3 separate regions of the Mus musculus genome follow, and regions 2 and 3 are each linked to region 1. A link is a contact called in public Hi-C and Micro-C data. All regions are on one chromosome and are shown on one strand. The core of a region is the stretch at or near the end of the contact, and the rest is flanking DNA. Distances in the headings are between cores, read along the strand shown.

Region 1 (2,700 bases), core at 124-2,623:
TGGACACTAACCCTCTGGAGCCATGAACCTCAAATTAAATTCTAGGCCTGAGCAAAAATGTACCTTATTTTTGAGACAGGGTCTCATGTTTCCCAGGGTAACCTCAAACTCATTACACAGTCAAGAATGTCTTGAACTGCAGATTCTGCCTCTGCCTGTTGAGTGCCAGGATTACAAACATGTCCCACTGTGCCTAGTTTGTGTGGTGCTGCTGATCAAACCGTAGGCCTTATGTGTACTAGACAAGCCTTCTACCAATGGAGCAATATCTTTAGTCCCCCCCACCCCGCCACCCCAAATATCCCCATTTTGAAAGGGAAAGAAGTCTTGGGATTTTATGGAATGGAGTATACAAGATCCATATGTATGGAGAGATGGCTCAGTGGTTAGGAGTTCTTACTGCTCTTGCAGAGGACCTGGGTTGAATTTCCAGTATCCACACAGCAGCTCAATGCTGTCTTTAACTCCACTTTCAGAAGATCTGATATCCTCGCCTAGCTTCCATGAGCAAGTGTGGCAAATATGAGGTACACATGCATATATGCAGTCAAACACACACAAAATAAAAGTCAGTTGTTTGAAAAGAACCGTCCCTGTTCCAAACCTGGCGAATTTCTTCTTCCCTCAGCCCATTGCTTTCCTTTGTTTGTTTGATTGTATTTTAAGAGAGTCTCATACTGTGGCTTAGTCTATTTGTGAACGCACCGTTAAGTCCAGGCTAGCCTCTAACTCAAAGCCTCCTCTGGATTTCAGGTGCTAGGGTTACAGGCATAGGCTACCTACCACACCCAAGAGTTCCTCTGCTAGGTATAGGGCCAAAGTGCTCTGTATATATTCTCTAGAGATCGGCTTGAAGCTCTAACTCCTGCATTGCTGTTAATAACAGTTAAAAGAGGGAATGCAAATGTCTGTTGAATACCTCCTCTATCTTCCAGGGCTCCATCTATTTCTCCTAGGACAGGATCACTGTCAGTTTCTGGATGTTTTCATGTGTGTGAGGGTTGCTTTTGTTATGTTAGCCTGAGGTAGTATTTCCTGTTTGTCTTTATTTGGAAGTTAAGCATCATTAAAAGATGTGAAAGGATGCTAGCCTGACAGAAGGTTAGACAGGAATAATAATGGTAATAATAATAGCTATTGTTATTATTATTATTTGTGTTATATCAGTTTGCCTAAGTAAGAGCTTCGGTTGTTGACCTCCCCACTTCTGTGTCATTCAGAGCTAATGTGAGCCATGAAAATAGTTTTCAAAAGGTTTAGAACACAGAAAAGAAGGTGCAAACATTCCTCAGGAAGTTGGTGCAGGAATGAGGCAGCCCCTCTAGCACTGCCTATCTGCTGACTCACAGTCGGTTGCCGGCAGAGTCAGAGTCGGGTGGGGCTGCAGCTGGGACCTCTTGGTGCTGTGAGTAGTGGAGCTCATGATTCACTTTCTCTGACTTCTGAGCCAAGTGCGGTTTGTTTTTTTTCCTTACCTCCTAGACATACAAGACACTAGTTTCTCTTGCGCAGTGTCCCCAGCCTAAGCGTTAGAGGCCTGGAGGCAGACAGACAGAAGTTCTGTTCCTTCATTGTGGTTTCCAGTCAAGCTTCAAAGACTCTGGGTTTTCCTTGAACCTCCCACTTCATACTCACCCAGCCCTCCTCACTGCCTCCCTTAAAAAATTCAGACTCCAGCACCAGGCAGAAAATCCAGTTCCCACTGTGTTGCTCTTTTGGGGTTGGTTAGTGGGTGCTAGGAATGGAACCTAGGTCCTTGATCTTTTGGGCAACGACTCTAGGGCTGAGCTGGATTACCAGCCAGGCCAGTGGTTGTTTTTGTTGTTTTGAAACAGTCAGTGTATATTCCAGGTTAATGTCAAATTTGCAACCTTCCTGACTTCACCTCCTGATTCCAGGTAAACTAGTTATTTTATAAACTCAAATCCCCACAATAAATCTTTTCTTTTGTATGTCTATGTTTTCCACAAATTCTGTGACTCTCATACTCCAGAATGAGGAAAGTCTGATTGCCAGCACTCCAGCTTTCCGAAATACGTACAGAGAGCCCTTTTAAAGGCTTCAACAAAGGTGGGCCAGGCTTCTTGGCTGGTTGGGTTGGGTAGGGGGTGTGGGAAAATGGAGGCAGGGGCATCAGGATATCTCATTAGTTTCGGCCGGTCTACACCCTGTCACAAAGGGTGCTGTAGCGTGGGCAGACACTGCGTAGCACAACTTTAATCCCAGCAAGCAGGCTGATTTCTGCTACTTAGAGGCCACCTTGCTCCACTTATCAAGTCCAAGGCCAGCCAGGGTTACATGATGAGACTCTGTTTCAAAAAACAAAAAGAAATAGAAAGAAATCAGGGGCAAACAAGACAAGGTCCTGGCCTTCAAATGTCTGACAAATTAATGAAAGTCTCACTGTTCTCAAGGATTCTTGACTTAAATTATATCATCTTGCCAATTGTCAATATGTTCTTGTAGTAATTTGAATATACAGCTCTTAGCTGAAGAAGTGTTGTTTGGACAGCAGGTAACCCCCCTACACACACACACATACACACACACACACACACACACACACACACACACACACACATACACACACACACATACACACACACACACACACACACACACACCCCTTTATACCTAACTCAGCAACCAGTATGTATCTTAAAACCTTCTAAAATATAAACATCACCTGAGGTTAACTTG
Region 2 (2,700 bases), core at 87-2,586, 95 kb after region 1:
ATGGGCAGGGCATCTACTATTTCATTATGTCACTCTGGAGCTATCTATTGTTGAGCTACATCTCAGCTAAATTGTCCCATTTGGCTTCAAATGGCTTTTCTGTCTCTCCCTAAAAAAGTTTAGAGAATTTTTTGGATGTGGTGTTACAAACTTGTCAGGTAGGAATTCAGCCTCAGCTACATAGTAAGTTTGAGGTCTGAGGTCAGCCCAGCCTGGGCTACCTGTCTCAAAACACAAACAGAAAATGTAATGACATCATCTCTCTATATATGTATATTAGAAAAATAAACAACATAAATGTTCCAATAACTGGAAGGATTAATTTTGTATGCTTTTGGGAGCAGGAACTAAATCATTCATTCATTCTCTACTTTATAACACCTGATGGGTATATGTAAAATAAAGTGGTTTCTTCTACAAATTAAGGTTTCCTGATGTCCACTGAGGAGTATAAAAAGATGCTCGTTAAATTTGACCCTGTTTCATGTATTTCTGTATGTTCAAATTTTGTACACACAATGTAAGTATGCTGTTTTCTTCTGCTGGAGATGCAGCCAATGGGAGTTGCTTCGAGGGGGCTTACTGTGTAGTCAATGTGGACTGGGGCTCACTGTGTAACTAGTTTTTAATATACCGAGTGTAGCTACAGTTTTTAATACACCGAGAGAAATGTTGACAGTGGTTTACATAAGTAGTCTTTTTTTGTCCTCTTCGGCTTTATTCTTTTGAAAATAGGGTCTCATACTCATATATCCCAAGAGGGTTTCAGTCTTATGTGGCTGAGAATGATCTAAACTTTTTGAAAAGTGTTATTGTAATTTAATTAATATGAACACACTGGATACCGTTCTGCCATTTTAAAATGGCATTATTTTTATGACTCCCTCCCCAATCCCCTGAAACCTTGAACTTCTGATCGTCCTCCACCTACTTCCCACATTTGTATAGTGGTGAAGATCAAACCCAGGGCTTCATGTAGGCTTCAGCAGTGAGTCTTGACCTTCCCCAAGATGCAAACCTTTAATACAGTTCATGGTGTGGCGACTCCCAACTATTTTGTAGCTACTTTATAATTGTTTAGTTTTGCTGCTGGGCAGTGTCTTAGATCCTAAGACTTCCGGAAACGCATGGTTTCTAATGGTCGTGACCCACAGGCTGTGAAGAGCAGCTCTGCAGTTACAGCTCAATCCCTACATTACCATTTCAGAAGTCAGTTCTCTCCTTCCAGGTGACTCTAAGAAATACTTCTACGGGCTGAGCCATCTTGCCAACCCTGTCTCAGTTGGTGGGGCTTGTCCTTGAGTCTTGCCTCAGATGTCCATGAGCTGAGATATCACTGGTGTTTGTATTTTATTTATTCTTGATATTGCATTTTTGTGGCTGAAACGTCATCAATTGACCAGACTCATTTCCCTCCAACAAGGTTGTTTTTTCCTGGGACCTTTAGGTTTGCTTGGTTTTTGGTCTATGTAGCCCTGGCTGGTCTAAGTCACCACAGACCACATTTGCTTACAAAGCTCAGAGATTCATTTATCTCTCTCTACCTGGGAGTGAAGGATTAAAGATGCCTGCAATAACCAGCATGTTGTCTTCACAAAATTCCTTAATAAAAGTTACCAAAATCCAGTACCTTCTCTGAATGTAATATCCCCAAGCTTGTCGGTGTGGACAACTGAACAAGTCTCACTAAAGTTGAGTCCAGATGAGGACACACCTCAGTGCTAAGGTATACGCTCTACCTTATATGTGAGGTCTTAGCTCCACCTGCAACAACCCAGATACCTTCCCCAATACTGTAATCACTACCTCGGGCCTACAACTCCATGTATCGAGGAAGCCATGGCAAGAGAATGTAGAGGCTGGCAAAAAATTCTAGGTTCGATTCTATGAGTGTGTGAGACCTGGTGTGGAGTTTAACTGTTCTCCCAATTAAACATTTGTATGCTTTATTTCCTGTTAAAATATTACCTCAATATTTCAAAATCAATGATGCTTATGGTGTTTGTCCTTAAAAATCAAACTAACAAAACACTGTTCTTCAAAGAGCCAGATTTGATTCCCAGCACCCACATGGCAGTTCACAACTATCTCTAGGGGATTTGACACTAATTTTTTTTTTTTCCTGGCCACTGCAAGCAGCAACATACCATTGCACAGAGATACCGGCAAGCAAAAGATGAAAATAAAATAAAAGTGGATTTCATTAGCCCAAGACATTGTAATTATGGGATCTACTTTTGGTAATCTTGAATAAATTTGGTAAGTTTTCTTGTTTTTTTTGTTTTTTAAATCACACAAGACATGCAGGTTATCTTTATTATACTAAATTAAAATTTTATTGAATAAAGAACACTTTCCCGAGCACATTGATTGGATGGGCTAGGTCTACATTACATGCAATGAAGCTGAACATGACAGTAGTTTAACATGGAATGTCAAACAAATTAGTTTCTCATTGTCCAAAAACTCCTTGTGTAGCTGGCGCGCAAGAGGAAACATGATAACTCGACATTTCAATCATCTGTGATGAGTTTTTTTAAGTCACTTGAAGAAACTGGTAGGTGTCTTTAGCTTACAGTTCAAATAAATTAGTTACATGTGCACTGCTGAAAACTCCTTCACCCCCTCTAGTATCTCAAAGAAAATCTTAGTGCAAACATCCAAGTTGCTCGTCAATCTAAAAGACTGTTAAACTCAGAA
Region 3 (2,700 bases), core at 90-2,589, 110 kb before region 1:
ATGGAACTTAGATCTTCAGTATTGGTAGTAAATCCCTTTATCTCCTGAGCCATCATGCCAGTCACAATATTTTCTTAGCAAATTTCCAATTATCCAGAGTCTGAAGTTTTTTCTTTCCTACCTATATTAAGGTATTAGGAGTCATTCTTTAGAAACTGTGCTTATAGCATGTACAAGAATATAAAAATGTATATATTGAAAGTTTTATTTTGTTCAAGTTATCTTCCAACGTCATTATTTTCCATACAATTATCATGAGAGTATGTTTTTTTTTCTTTTGAGACAGAGACTCAGATTTGTAACTTAGGTTTGTCTTGAACTGACAGCCTTTCTTCCTATACTCCCAAGTGATGTGAGTCCATATACCACCAAACACAGTTTACATAGTCAGTTTTTCTAGTATCCACCTAACACTTGAATATAGAATTCAGTAAACCAAGTCTTTTTCAGTTCTTTATTGAATGAAAAATATCGAATGTATAGCAAAGCTTAACGTGTCATCCAATGCCATCCTCCTAACCCTTCCCACCTGGACTCAGTGATGTTACCATATTGCTATCACTTACTATGTCTGTCTATCAAATAAATGCAGCCATGTGACATAAGTACAAAAATTGTATAAGTACAAAACTTCCCTCTAATTTTGTGTGTTACATAATGGATATAATATGTGGTTAAAAACAAGAATCCATAAATGTTCTTTTTTCCTTTTAGTGGGTTTTTTTTTTATGTTGTTGGGTACTTTTGTTTGTTGTTTGTTTCTGAGACAGAGTTTCTCTATGTGTCTCTGGCTATTCTGGAACTTGCTATGTAAACCAAGTTGGCATCAAAATCATAGTGATAGATGGGCCTGCTTCTGCCTCCTAGGTGCTGGGATTAAAGGTTTGTGTCACCACACATGGTTTTATACGTAGTTTACAAAGGCTACTTTGATATTTTCCTCATATTTCTTCCACAGTCTATGCACCCTAAGGAAGAATTTTTCCTAAATCATTTAATAGATTTTTCATCCTGTTGCAGATACTTTGTTGCTATATATAATTTGATTGAAAGAAAGGGTACAATACATCAATTACAATGTATATTATAATTCTAAATGTTGATATAACATATAACCAAGGCACAATCTGAAAGGAAGTAATACAGACAGGAAAAAAAAAAAGAAAGCTAATGTTCAGGAAGTTTGGACCCATGTCTTAAAGGAAACAATATCACTCTGTGTGGAACAGAGAAAAATGTTTGTTCCACAGATGCAGCTATCTTTTCTGACCTTAAGCATCTTAACCCAGAGATGTAAGACCCTGAAGACAGAGCGAGTAGTAAGAAGACTGATTTCTGTCCTCACTGTTAAAGATAACTACTCAAGGCCAAACCATGAGGTGCAGACATAATTAGCATAGTCACAGACAAGGCATGGCTACATTTTCCAAATACTTTCAGGAGGATTGCAAAGTCTAGTCTGAAGTTAAAATACACTATAAATTTTGGGTTCTTTCCTTAGTTGATTTCTTTGCACACTATTCAGATAACCTAGAACTTTTTCTGTATTGTAGAGTTGGACTTGAATGGAAGCAAATTACTAATCATTAAACTAAGAGATAGGCAACTGGGTTTGGTTACTTATCCACTCACCCAGTGTACATGCTGGGCAAGCTCTCCACCACTACACTACAGCCCAGCTGGAGAACCCCATGTCATGGGTGCAACATTGTGTTCCTCTTCCTTATTTGAAATTAAGATGCTGAATTGCACCAGAAGCTCATGAACTGTTAGTTACAGAATTCTTTCTAGGCTTCCTTTTGTTTTGTGCTGAGATAAGATTTCACATATCAGGCATACACTTATGCTGTGTTGATACACACCTTTAATCTCAGCACTCAAGAGGATGAAGCAGACAGATCATTAAATTTGTGGCCAAACTGGTCTATAGAATGAGTTCCAGGACAGCCAATGCTAAACAGAGGAAACCATATCACCAAAACAACAACAGTAACAACCAAAACCCAGGATCTCACTCTGTGGTCCAGGCTGGTCTCTGATTCACAGTGAATCTCCAACTTTGACTTCCTGAGTGGTGGGATTACAGATGTGTGCCATCACATCTGGTTACCATAGTTCTGATTTTTAGGATACAAATGGTAAAAACTTGAATGATAATTTTCTGTCCTGGCCCTTCATAGGTCATTTTCTTTGCTTAGAACAGTGCATAACATAGAAACACGTTGATTTAGTTACCTGGTCTCTTATTAGTAGTAATTTTAAATTTTTATTACTGTAAGTAACACTTCAGTGAATTACTTTACATAAGAATCATTTTATGCCAGTATATTTGCAGGAGAGGAGCCTATAAGTTGAATTGCTGGGTGAAATAATATGGATACCTGCCATTCTTACAGGTCTTACTAAGTGGGAGTTCAGCCATTGTGCATTCTCGGTTGTACAATGTAAAATGGGAAAGAGCAAATGCTGCCTAGGTTTATACCCATAAAGTACTTCATGGAAATATGTCTATATTTGTTATTTAGAAAGTAAACACTGAGTAGTCAAAGGTATTTAAATTTTACTCAGTTTAAGTGATTTGAGTCTCTCTATATTCACCTATTTCTATTCAATTTTTGCTTGTGTTTGACTGACATTAAACTTATGAATTACATCTTAGTGGGAAGTAACATGTGTAATATTGTGTCTTGTTATCTACAT

Evidence for each region. A called contact is a pair of places that touch in the nucleus more often than the background predicts.
Region 2: a contact with region 1 is called in a Micro-C map of granulosa cells, with 4 times the contacts expected there. The contact joins two enhancer-like sites. A contact is called at or near these places in 24 of 484 Hi-C or Micro-C datasets (the CH12 cell line, the MC3T3-E1 cell line, the Patski cell line and 15 more), 5 of 115 datasets of contacts at active chromatin or transcription factors (Th17 cells, embryonic stem cells, epiblast stem cells and 2 more) and 2 of 9 other capture datasets (adipose tissue and liver).
Region 3: a contact with region 1 is called in a Hi-C map of granulosa cells, with 2.1 times the contacts expected there. The contact joins two enhancer-like sites. A contact is called at or near these places in 7 of 484 Hi-C or Micro-C datasets (Sertoli cells, embryonic fibroblasts, epidermal suprabasal cells and 3 more) and 1 of 9 other capture datasets (bone marrow-derived macrophages).

Annotation. Positions count from the first base shown.
Region 1 is chr10:56,485,479-56,488,178 of GRCm38.p6, reverse strand. No RefSeq gene overlaps it. Among named protein-coding and RNA genes, the nearest start is that of Gm36595, 55 kb to the right of the region's middle. Within about 2 kb of position 1,373, at least 136 of the 459 cell types and tissues checked have an H3K27ac peak or open chromatin away from gene starts, as enhancers often do. A contact at or near this core is called in Sertoli cells and granulosa cells, where this site is marked.
Region 2 is chr10:56,390,032-56,392,731 of GRCm38.p6, reverse strand. It overlaps Gja1 (gap junction protein, alpha 1), which reads right to left. Exons shown (of 2, transcript NM_010288.3): 2 at 2,313-2,700. Among named protein-coding and RNA genes, the nearest start is that of Gm36460, 3.8 kb to the left of the region's middle. Within about 2 kb of position 1,336, at least 3 of the 459 cell types and tissues checked have an H3K27ac peak or open chromatin away from gene starts, as enhancers often do. A contact at or near this core is called in granulosa cells, where this site is marked.
Region 3 is chr10:56,592,305-56,595,004 of GRCm38.p6, reverse strand. No RefSeq gene overlaps it. Among named protein-coding and RNA genes, the nearest start is that of Gm36595, 160 kb to the right of the region's middle. Within about 2 kb of position 1,339, at least 3 of the 459 cell types and tissues checked have an H3K27ac peak or open chromatin away from gene starts, as enhancers often do. A contact at or near this core is called in Sertoli cells and granulosa cells, where this site is marked.